2 separate regions of the Sus scrofa genome follow, and region 2 is linked to region 1. Evidence: chromatin contacts called from public Hi-C data. All regions are on one chromosome and are shown on one strand. The core of a region is the stretch at or near the end of the contact, and the rest is flanking DNA. Distances in the headings are between cores, read along the strand shown.

Region 1 (7,381 bases), core at 3,342-5,841:
ATTATCCATTGGATTGGCTAAGATGGAAGTTGCTGGTGAGTTTGACAAGAATAGTTTCAGTGGGGTGGTGGAGACAAAATTCTGATAAAAGTAGGTTAAAGGGGAAAGGGGAAGTGAAGAGTTGGACATAGATGGCAGAGTTTAGCCTTGTAGTTACTTTGTCTATAAAGAAAAAAAAAATGGGGCAGTTGTTGGAGGGGGACGTGGGGTTAAGGGACATATGTATTTTGTTAAGAAGGAAGAAATTAGAGTATATTTATGTTAATTGGAATAATCCAAGAAGGAGAAATGCTTGATGTAAGAGGCAGGTGAGATCATTTCAAATGCAAAATCCTTGAGTTGATAAGAGGGGATGGATGGGGTCTAGAGCATAAATCACAAGGCTGGCTTAGACAGGAGCGGGAACTATTTATATATGTTAATAGGCAGGAAGGCAAGGTACGCAGGAACAGACACAAGCAAGCAAACATTTTGTTGATGAGAAGAATTAGTTGTTCTCATTTGAGCTAATCTTCAGGTACTCGAGGCTTTGTAGGGGGGTTCAAATGAGTTGTCAGGGAGATAAAGAGTGTGAAGGGGTTACAGATGAAATGATAGGGAAATTGGAGGAAAGGGACAGATGTTGCTTCTTAGAAGGGATTTAGAAAATAGATTTTTAATTTTGCAAGTTTCAAACATTTCACTTAAATTCCAAGGTCTTTCCATTGAGCATATCTGTAATAGTAGCTACCAATTTTTTTTTTCTCTGCCTTCCCAACACACATATATACACATGTGCAAACATTCCCAAAATCACACACAAATTGCCTTTCTGCCCCAAAGGTGGCATCTGATCCAGCCTGGGCCAATTATAATGCCCCATACTCTGGGCCTTTGGGACTGTACCAGGAATGAGCATATGACCTAAGATAGGCCAATTAGTATCTTTCCCTGTGGTTATTTCGAAGAAAAACTGGAGGTAGGGATCTCTTTACCCAGCAATGCAATTCTGCGTCAGCCTCTGGCTGTGCTCTGCTGCACGGAAGAAGCCCATCTTAGTGGAAGTGAATGAGGTCAGAGCATTGGGAGGAGAAGAGCTAAGACAGGAAAGTCCAGATGGAATTTTGATGCTGGCCGAAATCCATCATATGGCTAAAGCGCATCTTCCTACATTCTACTACATTCTTAAGTGAATATAAGTGGAGTTTCTTTTTTTTATTAGAGTATAGCTGATTTACAGTGTTGTGTCAATTTCTGCTGTACAGCATAGTGGCCCAGTCATATATATATGCATATGTATGTACATTTTTTTCTTATACTATCTTCCAGCATGTTCTATCTCCAGAGACTGGCTATAGTTCCTTTACTGTAAAGTAGGACCTCATTGCTTATCCATTCTAAACATCATAGTTTGCACCTACCAACCCCAAACTCCCCGTCCATCCTTTTTCCTTCCCCTTCTCCCTTGGCAACCACAAGTCTGAACCTATCTGCAAAACAGACTTCAAGTGGAGTTCCTCTTGTTTGAAACACGAAGAACCTCAACCAACAACCTACCCCCTAGGACGTGTAGGGACAGTCACCCCTCCTGTTCCCATGGCGGTTGTTACCCCTCTTCTGGCTTTCTTCCCCATGAGCCTTGACCCATTTCCAAAATTATCAACACCACGACGCTCCCCATTCAACTGTGACTGGTTAAAGAGAGCTGGAACACAGATGAAAGGTAATTCCTTCCTGGCCTCACATTTGGGTGTCAGTTTAAAAATGCCTCTTGGAGCTCCTGTTGTGGTTCAGCGGAAATGAATCTGACTAGCATCCATGAGGATGCAGGCTTGATCCCTGGCCTCCTTCAGTGTGTTAAGGATCAGGTGTTTCTGTGAGCTGTGGTGAAGGCTGCAGCCATGGCTTAGATCCAGTGTTGCTGTGACTGCTGTAGGCTGGCGGCTACAGCTCTGATTCGACCCTTAGCCTGGGAACCTCCATATGCAGAGGGTGCAGCCCTAAAAAAAAAAAAAAAGGCAAAAAAAAAAAAAGATATCTTAGATCTTAAGGGCATTTTGCTTTTACAGTCTCTCCCTGGCTCTAGGACATGAGCTGGTAGCTGTTTGCAGAGGAAACAAACTCTGGGTAGTATTTATTTGCAGTTTTCTTTCTATGAAGGCTTCCCCCCCACCGCCTTTTTTTTTTTTTTTTTTTAAAGCAATGGGAGCCTGCTGTGTAGCACTGGGAACTCTGTCTAGTCAATTATGATGGAACACATAATGTGAGAAAAAAGAATGTATAGATGGATGTGTAACTGGGTCACCATGCTGTATAGTAGAAAAAATATATACATAAATGATTAAAAAAATAAAATCTTTTAAATGATTTTTATTTTTTCCATTATAGTTGGTTGACAGTGTTCTGTAAATTTCTACTGTACAGCAAATTGACCCAGTCACACACATACATGTATATTCTTTTTCTCACATTATCCTCCATCATGCTCATTTAGATAGGAGCCTCTAATGCCTCAAAAATGTGACGGTCGCTCTTCTTCCCGAGGTGCCTATTGGGATTACCCAATCTGACCTTTCTTTCAGGCTCTCTTCTAGGCTGTTGCTAGCATCTAACACTTAGATTTAGATTGGGACACTCTGCCTGAAAGCCACCACCCACGAGGAGGCTGTGGTTTAGCGAAGACGACAGCCTCACATCCAACATGAGACCAGTGTCAGAGGGATAATCAGCAGCACCCTCCCCCTTGATATCTTCAAGTTCAGGTCTGGAAGGGGATGATGGGAGCTGGCAGGGCAAACTGGTCTAGGAAAGCAGACATGCCTGAACTTGATCTGTGTGGGGGGGTCTCTCTCTCTCTCTCTAGAAAAGGGGTGAGTGTGGGACCTACAGTCACATCCGGGGTCCTTTAAGAGGAATTCCAAGAGAAGGAGCTGCCTGACGGAGAGGTACTGGACAGTCTCCGTGGCTCTGATATTAAGCTCTCATTTCGCTGGAGCCTAACTACAGAAGAAAAAATGTTCTTCCTCCGGATCCTTCTGGTTGGGAAAATAAGAGTAATTTTTTGATAAAATACTAGAGTTGGTGCTCTTTTGGAAGGGGTGTGGGGCTGGTATGTCTGAGGAGTTTCCGGCTATTGAAGGGCCACAGTCGAGTGGCCTAATCACAAGCCTCAGAATCATCTTCTAAAATCAAATGAGCAGATCCTGGTTCCCTTCTGTCAGAATCTAACCTGGTCCAACTCTGATCTCTTGCCCCTGTCTGTGCTATCCTGTACGTCCTTGACAATCTGTATTGTTGTACCCTTCTTTTTTTTTTTTTTTGTCTTTTTGCCATTTCTCAGGCTGCTCTTGTGGCATATGGAGGTTCCCAGGCTAGGGGTCGAATCAGAGCTGTAGCCACCGGCCTACGCCAGAGCCACAGCAACGCAGGATCCGAGCCGCGTCTGCAACCTACACCACAGCTCACGGCAACGCCGGATCGTTAACCCACTGAGCAAGGGCAGGGACAGAACCCGCAACCTAGTTGGATTCGTGAACCACTGAGCCACGACGGGAACTCCTGTGCCTTTCTTAAGGCATTGGGATGGTTTCCACCACGGTGCTTTTTTATTTTGGAAATCAGCCACATCTTTGAGCTACACCGCAGCTCGCGGCAACGCAGGATCCTAACCCACTGAACAAGGCCAGAGATCGAACCCTTATCCTCATGGAGACTATGTGGAGGTTCTCACCTTCTGAACCACGATGGCAACTCCTATTTTTCACTTTTTAAAAATTGAAATTAATTGATTTACAATATTACATTAATTTCACGTGTACAATATAGTGATTCAATATTTTTATAGATTATACCCCATTTAAAGTTACTACAAAATAATGGCTCTATTTCCCTGCTTATTTATTTTATACACGGTAGTTTGTGTCTGTTAATCCCCGACCCCTCCATCACCCCTCCCTTCATCCCTCTCCCACTGGTATGTCTGTGAGCCAGGTTCTGCTTTGTTACATTCATTTGTTTGTTTTGTTTCTTCGTTTCCACGGATGAGTGATAACAGAGTACTTGTCTTGGTCTGCCTGCCTTCGCTCCTGTCGATCTAGTCCGTATTATGACTGGTTAAGCCTCCTTCCCCCGCAGCCCCGCATCTGCTGCGGTACAGTCCGCTTTCTCAGGGAATTGGGCTGCATGATGGCAGAGCTGAATATAGAACCTGCCAAGAGGAGATTCAACCTTGTTTACATTCTTGCTGGCAGCTCGCGAAGAAGCGGCTGTGTACTCCAGCCGTTATCTGAACCAAAAATAACACAAGAAAATGATTAATTTCAGCTAAAAATAGGCAAGCGCTGGCTCATGTCAGCCATGCTAATCAGGCTCTGAGCTGACTGCACTGCGGTGCCGGGCGGGAACCTGGGGACCAAAGCGAGGAACTAATCTGAGCCCCTAGCAATCACCTCCCACTTTTTCTCTTCTTTTTTTTCTCTTTCTTCTTCTGTCTCTTCCTACCTTGTTCCTATTTTTTCTCCTTCTCTTCTTTCCCCCTCCATTTCTTCCTTGTTCTGCAGGGTTCTCCCCTCCTTTCCTCTTTATCCTTTTTCTTTCAACATCCGCCCCGCCCCCATTTCACTGCCACTTGTGTGACCACCTCTTCAGTCTGCAATGGATCCATCCAGTTGTCCAGAGCACGGCTTCTGATAGCAGGATCTGTGTCTACTTGTAGCACATGAGATGATAATTGGGTGGTAGAAGGATGACCTTTGGTTGTGAAAAATCAAGTATTTTAATGTTTTACATTTAAAGAAAAGAGAGTAATCTAGCTCATTATTTCATGGATGGTAATGTCTAAGAAGGGACCAAACTTAGGTATTTAAGCTAAAAAAAAGTATCTCAATTTAAAGAGAAAGTTAAATATATGTAGGTATGACCAGATCACGTTGCTGTCCACCTGAAATTAACATGCTATCATAAACCAACTATATGTTAATTTAAAAAAGGAAAAACAAAAAGATAGTTATGTCAGTAAATAATAATACTGTCTTTTGTTAGGATGAACTATATGAAATTGCTGACAATTGGCCATTTTTGACTTACAAAAATGACAATTTTCTACGATTTCCCCGGTAGAATAAAACCCACGTTCCTCAGCCTATACAAAGTCCTTTTCTCTCTGGCCCCAATTTATCTTTCAATTCTGAGTTTCCAATTTTACCCTAGATGAACCTTCTGTTTTAATTAGATCAGCAAATATTTACCAAGGGCCAACTGCAAAGGGGCACTGGGCAAGGTCTTAGGGTTTCGGGAAGCTGTGAAATCAATGGTTCCTATAATGAAGGAGCCTGCTGACAGGAGACAGACTGGCTTCAGGAAAACTGTAAGTATTAAGATGTGGGTTTCAACTGGGGTGGTATTGCCCACTTAGGGATATTTGGAAAAACTGGTAGAGATACTTGGTTGCCACAGCGGTTGGGGAGTATCTTTAGGATACTTAGGGCGTGGGAGTCATACCCGCTAATTTTCCTGCAACACATGAGGTGGTTCCACTGGATTGCTCAGTGAAGAACTGATGCACCCCAAATGCCAAGAGTAACCCCACGAGAGACACAAAGGCACAAGGAGAAGGGGCGACTTGCCAAATCTGGGACTTCCGAGAAGTATTCTCGGGGAGGTGGCATCACGCTGAGTCTGGAAGGAGGAAGGGCTGGTTTGTGACTCGAAGTGGGAGAGGCCTTGTGGGCAGAGGGTCAACATAGATGATTATAGAAAATCTGAGTCAGCTTAGCTGCTGTTTTTTCTTCACTTGGCTTCCACTGTGTCCTGTATTTGGACACATCCATTCTCTGGGGCATTTCATCTCAGTCTTCAGAAATTGCTCCCATCCGTCACTATGTGGCTCATATCCGATTTTCTTTATAAAGTCCTCTTATTGGTTCAATTGAGGGCGATTTCTTTCTAGGCCTCCTGACCCCAGTGAGGCTCCGTGCCTTGGTCCCTGTCTCCCCTCCCCTCCTTGGTTGTGACCTTTTTGAAAGGAAGAGATGTTTTATGCCCTTTTTGGCAAGCAACAACTAATAAATAATACCAAGTTTGTCCTGTAATATGTTACATAGGCAAATGCATTCTGTTTCTTTTTATAGAAAAAAAAAAAACTATTTCTCAAATTGCTTCTCAGAATGGCTCAATGACACCGTTTTGTGGGTACTTTCACCCTATTGTGTAGGTTAGCAATTCTCACTGGGGACAGTTTTGCCTCCCAGGGAACATCTGTGATTATCATGACTGGGGCAGGGCTGCTCCTGGCATTTAGTGTGTAAAAGCCAGGATGCTACCCAATCTTACAATGCACAGGGCGGCTTCCCACAGGAAGAATTATGGGTCTAAAATATCAATGGTGCTTAGGTTGAGGAATTCTAGTATCAATTAAGAAACATAACTAATTTCCCAAAGGCTGGGCAGCAGACTGGAGAAAAACCCACCAGAATTTGAGACATCAGTACCATGAAGGCGTGGAGGAAGAATAACTATGGAGCCTGGCAACTTACTAGAAGGTCCCAGACTCCTATCTCACATTCCTGCTTTGTCTTCCATCACCGCCTTCCCTGCATCAGTTGAATCTCTAGGTGCCATGCTGCTGCATTTTGCCTATGACATTGGGTATATCTTTAACTTGTTAAGCCTCAGTACCTTTATTCATAAAACTAATAAAATCTGTTATGGACTCATTAAGAGATTAAAGGTGGAGTTCCCATTGGGCTCAGAGGGTTAAGAACCTGATATAGTCTCCATGAGGATGTGAGCTTGATCCCTGGCTTCATTCAGTGGGTCAAGGATCTGGTGTTGCCACAGGTTGTGGCGTAGGTCAGAGATACAGCTCGGATCCCATGTTGCAGTGGCTGTGGCGTAGGCTGGCAGCTCTGATTTGACCCCTAACCCAGGGAACTTCCATATGCCATGAGCGCAGCCCTAAGCAGAAAAAAAAAGAAGGATTAAATGTGAAAGTATACAAGTATGCATGGAAGTGTGATGGTGGTATTTATTATATACCTACTACGTGCTGGGTATCATTCCAAAGAGTTTATATACCTAAGTTTATATAATGTGTGTATGTGTGTGTGTGTATATATATGCATATATGGCATACATATATGAAGTAATTCCTCCCAATAACCCCATGGGGCAGGAACTATTATTAGCTCCATTTTCTAGATAAGGAAACCAAGACTCAGGAATGCGAAGTAACTTATGGGAGTATCACAGTTTGGCAAGTGGTGTAGGTGGGATGGGAACCCCAAATCCACATGCTGAGGCACTAAACACACCTCACACTTCATATGTGTGTCCAGGCTCTGTATTCTTCTGCCTCTTCCCACCTGCCGTTGCATTTTTCTGCCCCTGCTATTAAATGCGTTCC
Region 2 (7,587 bases), core at 4,842-7,341, 440 kb after region 1:
GGCCAAGTTCACACAGCTAGTTCATTTGGCACACACGGATCCAAGCAGAACTCTTCTCCAAATGCTTCCCCCTCGCATCATTATGCAGTGAAATGGAGGCCTCCTTTTGACAGAATCCATCACTTCTTTTCTTCTAAACATCAAGATGAGGGTTATTTTTTTTTTTTTTTTTTCTTTTTACAGCTGCACCTGCAGCATATGGAAGTTCCCGGGCTAGGGGCCCAACCACAGCCATGGCAACACAGGATCTGAGCCACATCTGTAGCCCACTCTGCAGTAGCATCACTGCTGGGTCCTCAACCCACTGAGCAAGCCCAGGGATTGAACCCACATCCTCAGGGATACTACATCGGTCATATATATATACGTGTATATACACGTTTATATACGTGTATATACGTTTATATGCATGTGTATATATATATATATATATATATATATATATATATATACATATGAAATTTTACAAATATAAAAGTTCACTCAGGAGAGTGAAATTTTTCAAAGGACAAACTACAAAGGACTTAGAGAGTCTTCCCCTCACCCCCCCAAGAAAAGATCTCGAACAAGGAGAGGCTAATTTGATGGGAAATTACCCCACTCCTGGTCTCCCTAAAGAAAAATCTTCCCTAAGCACTCCTGTCCCTTTGCTTACTCCTCCCATAGAGAGCCCCCAAATCTTCCCACTGCAGAGTTTGGGTCAGAGCACAGGGGATTTCATAGCTCATCTTTCTGCTTCCCTTTAAGTATCCAAAAGTCCTTGCAGAGAGCAATTATGTTCTCTGCCATATAGAATAAAGTTCTGATCCTCAAGGAGAAAAAAATGTCTTTTTTTCCAGCACCGTCAGTAGCTGGGTGGAAAAGCCAGCTGAATTCTGGAGAATAATTTTAGAAATCCATTGTTGCCTTGATCTCCAGAATTTTCTGTCTGTAATAAAGCTGGCTTTCTGTTCTCCATGTGTCTACCTCCTTGTATCTTGGTTGATTCAGAGCTCGGATAGGGAAAGGGGGTGTGCTGAGTCACCCCTTCTATCAGAGAATGTCAAAATGCATTACCAGTAGCCAAGGGGAAGACTGTGAACAGCTTTCTCATGCTTTCTCCCGGTGTTGCCAAGTCGATTGAAATTTCATGTGAAATGTAAATGCTTTTGTTGGTCACAGTTGAAAGATGTTTCGGAGCTCAACGGTGTCTTTGTTTGTTTGTTTGTTTTTTCTATACTTTGCTCTTTGGATAAAAGCAAAATGGAATATGTGACCAATGAGGACTCAACTCAGCTTGCAAAACCAGCCACTCAAAGAGACAGTCCAGGAGCCAGTGCAACCAGGAGGGCAAGGAGACCAGACCAGCTTCTCCTAAACACAACTGGACCGCCTCTTTTTCTTCCTTGCGTCTCCAAGAATCTTAGCATCCAGAAGTTTCTCAAAGGCCATCTACTGCAACCACACCGAGGAACTGGAAGTTCCCTACGCACCCCTAACAGCATCTGTCCAGGCTCAGCTTCCTCACTGCCAGAGAATTGGAGTTTTATAAAGCCGAGGCCATCTTTGAACAAACTGATTTTTGAGGAAGTTCTGTTGTTGTCTGGTTTTTCAAAGTATGTTCGCAGTAGCCTTCCTGAATTCCATCTAAATTCTACTTATTAAAAGGCAACACTGCCATTCCTCCATTTTAAGATGCATATCTGTTTACATTTTTTCTCTGAACGTGGAGTGCCTCTTAACAACTCATGACTTAACATTTTTTGACAGTTCTTGGCCAGGCAGTGGATGTGACATCGTTGTTGCTTGTGCTTATGTGAGCTTAGCTATCCCTGGTGGTGTAGTGAAAACTGCAACCTCTCAATGTGTCAGTCAGCAAGCCATTTAGATGCCTTGGAATAAGAAGCATAAGGACCCTTTGTGACCTAAAAAATCTCAACAGTTGAAATGTTCTGAAAAATCGCAAAAACACCAGCATCAAAATGTTCAAAGGCATCTCGAAAAACAAATCTTGGAGACAATAGCGGAACAAGCTTAAACAATGTGGTATTACAATGTTGTTATAAAGAGGGAAAAAAGGATGGCACAATACAGCAAAACAGCTTAATGCGCCTAATGCACAGATTGCAATAGCTGTTTAGGAAACGAAATAGATTCATAATATGCCAGAAACACTGCTAAACCCTTTTCATATCTTATTCCACTTAATTGACATAGAACCTAATGAGGTAGTTAGTACAGGGCTGCTCTTCTTTATACAAAACTTTTGGGGCAAGGTGAAGTGTATAACCATTGTGATTATTTTGGAGAAGTAATATAGGGCATATATTGTATCTCATCTAACACCATCAACACAGCCTGGGATAATGTGCTTTAATTTAAATTATGTGTTTTAAATTTAAAACACATTTACATGTGCACCAAAGAGTAAGTTAAAGAAAGACCCCAACAAGCCTCATGGCAGTTCAGGTCAGGTTTCGCTGCGAATGAGTTTGCCATGGGCTTATAAGAATATTTTCTGTCTTCAGATATTTTGGGATTTTAGAAATGCAAATGAGGCAGTTTGGATTTGTATCACTGCATCCATTTTGCAAATTAGAAAAGCAAGGCTTTGTAAGTAGCTTCTCTGATGCACACAGCCTAGACGTATGGCGTTGGATATGAAACCCAGACTGCTCTCACTCCACAGCACGTCATGCATCAAGGTCTTAACCATGATGCTCTAGGGCCTCAGGGAAACACCTGCCAGGGGGTTGAGGGCCACCCATGCTCTGAGGGCCACCGGCATGGGCTCTGAGTCTTCCTTTTGCAGACTAACCGCCTGCATGTAACCGACTATCTCAGGTCTTCTCACCACCATGGCTGCTCTCCTTCGAACACACAGCTATTACCCCCAGTCCCTTCTAACCACGACAGCACACAGCAAATCTCACTGCCACCCCCACCCCCGCAGGGGGAGACGTCTGCTACTACAAGACCAGAAAGGTGTGATGAGGAATTCCACTCCTTACCAGCACCGACCACTTGCTCAAGGAATGTTTTTAATTTTTTAATAAATTATAAGCGATGATGTGGCCTCTGCTTTTACAGCGCTCATGATTTTAGAAGGAAAAGTTAAAAGAAAGCCATCATCAGTTCCAAACTCAGGTTCGTGAAGCTTTATATCCCGGTTCTACAGAAATCACAATTCCTCATAGAAATTTCCCTGGAAAAGTCACAGTATCATAAGAATTTTAATAATAATGTGTATAGGCTCTGTAGCTAGCTTATCTGGTTTGAATCCTATTTCTGGATGGGTGATCTTGAGCTCATTACTTAACCTCTCTTTGCCTCAGTTTTTCATCTAACAGTTGGAGATGGTATTGCCTGCCTTTGGGAGTGCGTGCAAGAATGAAATGATTTCATACATGCAAGCTCTCAAACTAGTATCTGGCCATAGCAAGGACTCGACGGATGTGAACCTTTTATCATCATCATCATCAGTATCGCTACTGTCATCCTGGATATATTTTAAACAATGACCCATGGTCTCCCAGAAAGGAAAAGAGGCAGAAACAAACTTAGGAGCCGGATCTCTCTGCCTCTGAAGCACAGGATCTTCATCATTAGACTGCCTTGCTCCACATGCCCAGAAGTTGTGATGCCCAAAAACCAATCTGCCCATGCAATTCCAGGGCTCTTCCAAAAACCACACCAAGGAGCAACACCATATCTTTCCCTATCTCAGAATTAATGTTTTGGTGCAACACAAAGCGAATGCACAGCCATCATCATGGAATCTATTTGGAGTATTAAAGTGGGTTGCATCTGTTCCAACACTACCATTACTAAAGGCTTTACCAAGTGTAAGAATTCATGTGGTTCTCTCCAAGGAACCCAAGGTGGCTTTAATGGCTTAGTCTTCAAAGAGATTTCGCGCTTGTGGAAGTTACAATATATATACAAACACATTAGAATATAGTGATATACATATATAGACTCCTGAGTTAATACTTGTGCTTAATACTTATTTACTACATTTGAGTCCGAATTTATTTATTGAGAGAACAATTATTCTTTTCTCCTTCGTAGGAGAAATAATTCCGAGATCTTTAAAAAGAGGGGCCATGTCGTCTTCATTTATTTATCCATATTGCCTTCGAAATGAATGCTTGGGAAGGAAGAATGAAGGGAGGGAGGAAGGCAAGATGGAAAGGGGGGAAGGAGGGAGGTGGGAATGAATGATGTGTGGCTGCTGTCTTTAGTGGGATTCTGCCATACTGCTTCATCTTCTCTAAATAGTCTCTGGAGCACAGGGCAAGAACACCCCCCCACACCCGCCCCCGTTAGTACTTCCATCAGCCCTTCCTCCACACCCAGGCATGCTGAAAAAGGTTCCCACAGGGGCTGCAGGGAAAAAGACAATCTGAGACCTAAACAAAACAAGGATGTTTTAATCACTGCGCCAAAATGGGAAAGGGAAGTCAAAATAAAAGGAGAACAGGCCATAAAGGCACACTGCCCTACAAGCACTGGCGAAACTTGGGGGTAAACGTATTTCGGTAGCTGGGGTATAAATAAGCTCTGATTTCCCTACAGTCTTAGAGGGATTTTAGGGGATTCCCATTGATCAAACTGTGAAGTGTGTGTTCGCACACCCCCAATGTCAGGAAGCGTTTCTTAGCTGCTGCACACCTCACTGTGACTGCCCCTCCTGAATGCCCAAGCTGGCGGTGTCGCCTGGAGCTGGTGTCTGGGAACTGGAATCCAACCTAGATCCCCCCACCCCATATACTACCTGTGTGACCTTTTGCAATATAGCCAACCCTTTCAAGCTTATAAGTTCCTTATTTTAAAATGCACATATCAATAGCACCTGATTCATAGAGCTGTTTTAGAAATGAAGAGATAATCCACATGGAAAGTACTCAGCTCATTGTTTGACAAAGTTGTCTCAAAAATATCTAGAACTGTTTATTATTATTTACAGCATGATAACCTATGTTGCATTTAATAATAGGTGTTCCTTGGACTGTAATTTAAGTTTTTAGCGCGTGTTTAGTTTGTGTTTTCGATGGCAATGGCTCCGCACTGAATTTCTGTTGTAGTCTCAAATGATTAATATGTTTTTCAGCAAGATATGATGGTTCTTGGCAAAACTGTGATGTAGGTGAGAGCAAGCTGTGTAGCAGAGTGGCAAGAATGTGTTCGAGGCCTCTTTTATCTTCTCCGACCAGTTGTCCCCCAAGGCCATCTCCTGCCACCTCTTAGTAGCATCTTCTCCTGGGTTCAGGAAACAAATTGGAAGTCGGATCCCCTGAGTAGATGATATACATGACAGTGGGAATAAAGGTTTCTGATAAGCTGTATTTATAAGAGAGAGATTATCCTGGGAACATCCAGGTGGCCCAATGTAATCACAGGGTCGTTTAAAAGAGGGAGGCAGAGGGATAAGAGCCAGAGAGATGACATCATGAGAAAAACACACCAGGCTATTCCTGGTTTTGGAAATGGAGGAAGGGAGCCAGGAGCCAAGGAACATGCTCAGCTTCTAAAAGCTGGAAAAGGCAAGGAAACCGAATCCCCCTAGAAGTTATAAAAGCCCTGCTGACATCTTGATTTTAGCCCAATGAAGGCCACTTTGGACTTCTGATCTCCAAACTGTAAGATAATTAATTGGTGATTTAAGGCACCGAGTTTGTTGAAATGTGCTCCAGCAGCAGGAGGAAAATAACACACTGGCCCCTGAGGTTCTATGATGCGGGAGCTCCCGGGGACAGTGTGACTTATAGACTTGATTCAGATGACCTGGAAAAGCATAGCCAGAAAGAGGACGTGACCTGACAAGTCAAAGAGGAGAAAATGAGCAGAGCCTGAACCGTCCTTCTGCGCACAGAGATGGAATGACCGTGCGATGCGGTATGGAGAGCAAATAGCGAGGTCAGGAATTAGGAAGATCAAGGGCACAGGGCTAGGATGGGGGTGCAAGGCGGCTGAGTTTCAAGACTGGCAGCGGGAACAGCGGGAGGAATGGGAGGAGAAATGCTTGACTGCCCTGTGACAAGGAAAACTATGCCTGGTATTTCATGGCGTAGGAAGCCCTCTCATTGGAGACACCCTGACAGTTCACCCTTCGAGCCGTGGTGCCTCACACGATGTGTATGGGTACCGCCTCTGACACCTTCCATGTCCCCTGACGCCACATCAGCTCTGAGCATGTGTCACCAAACAGGCTGTCCCCAAATGTCAGTGCCGGTGGTCAGTGCGATCATGTCCCGCGTGCAGTGTGGACTCCAGCTATTTGTGGAAGCACATCTTTCTCTTCAGAATAGTCCTAACATCTCACTCCACGTGAAGAAAGCCAGTGCCAGTAATGCTCTGTGATAAAGGGTGCTGTCATCAACTTTTATGTTCACAGACATAGACAGGAAGCGTTTCCATCTTCCTCCCACCCTCCCTCCTTCCCTTTCTTTCTGTCCACAGTAGGATTCTAAATGCTCTGAAGAAGCCAGAGAATGCAAATTCCACGGAAAGGACAGGACCCGGGGAGGTGGGGGGTGGGGGGATGGGAAGCCTGAAAGATGGTGCGTATGTTTTGTGGTTGTTTTCCCAGGGTGCCAGGTTCTGCGACACAGTCTTTTCCCTGTGTTTCTTGTTTCCTTTTCTGTTTGACCTGGATCTCTCCTGGCTTTTGAACATAAAAGCACCTCTCAGTGTTCAGCGTCCTTGGAGCAAGACGGCAGCATGGGTCCCGGGAAATGGGCTTAATTCTCCCCACACACGATTGGAGAAGCAAGTTCTGTGACTTCCATGACTGCCAACAATACCTCATACCCAATACGTGGGACGAGGATGAGGAATTTTATTTCCAAATTAGGATGGCCTTCACAAACAAAGAGAATAAGAACACCAAGAGCAACGTGAGACAGGTTCCTCCGGCTGAAGTGTAGTTCTTCTCATGACAGTCGTTTAAGGGCATCCGGGGCATAAATTAAAGCTGGCACACTGCAGTCATCTACACTGCAGCGGAAATGTGGGGCTGGCAGGGGGCCAACAGGAGCTCAAGGCCCCGGTTTCTTTCCAACTGACTGTGTATCCTTGGATTAGTCTCTTGCCTGGAATAAGGCCTTTTGACTCTGTCACCCAAACTTCACTCAGCTTTGAAGGTCCATGACCATATTGCTCCAGCTAAAGGTCACTGTCATTTTCCCAAGGTTGTCTTCATGGTCATGGAATTTAAGGACCAAATACCAGGATGTCATGGTGACAAAATGCTCTTTGCCACCTAGCAGGGTGCTCTTTAGGGTGAGGAAGTTGTACCCTGGACATAGGTCTCTGTGGACTTTTTGACTCCCAAGGTTACTGCTTAGGAGCCTCTGTTACAAAATCCAAGTCCCTCCTCACTTCCTTTAAAAAAAAGAAAAAATAGCTTTAGGAGTTCCCATCGTGGCTCAGTGGTTAACGAATCCGACTAGGAACCATGAGGTTGCGGGTTCGGTCCCTGCCCTTGCTCAGTGGGTTAAAGCTCCAGTGTTGCCGTGACTGTGGTGTAGGTTGCAGACGCGGCTCGGATCCTGCGTTGCTGTGGCTCTGGCATAAGCCAGTGGCTACAGCTCCTATTCGACCCCA

The links. Hi-C and Micro-C count contacts between places; a contact is called where the count stands out from the background.
Region 2: a Hi-C map of fetal heart ventricle shows a contact between it and region 1, with 2.5 times the contacts expected there. The contact joins two enhancer-like sites. A contact is called at or near these places in 2 of 47 Hi-C or Micro-C datasets (embryonic fibroblasts and fetal heart ventricle).

Annotation. Positions count from the first base shown.
Region 1 is chr4:12,749,615-12,756,995 of Sscrofa11.1, forward strand. No RefSeq gene overlaps it. Among named protein-coding and RNA genes, the nearest start is that of MYC, 290 kb to the left of the region's middle. Within about 2 kb of position 4,592, at least 20 of the 83 cell types and tissues checked have an H3K27ac peak or open chromatin away from gene starts, as enhancers often do.
Region 2 is chr4:13,186,575-13,194,161 of Sscrofa11.1, forward strand. No RefSeq gene overlaps it. Among named protein-coding and RNA genes, the nearest start is that of FAM84B, 250 kb to the right of the region's middle. Within about 2 kb of position 6,092, at least 4 of the 83 cell types and tissues checked have an H3K27ac peak or open chromatin away from gene starts, as enhancers often do.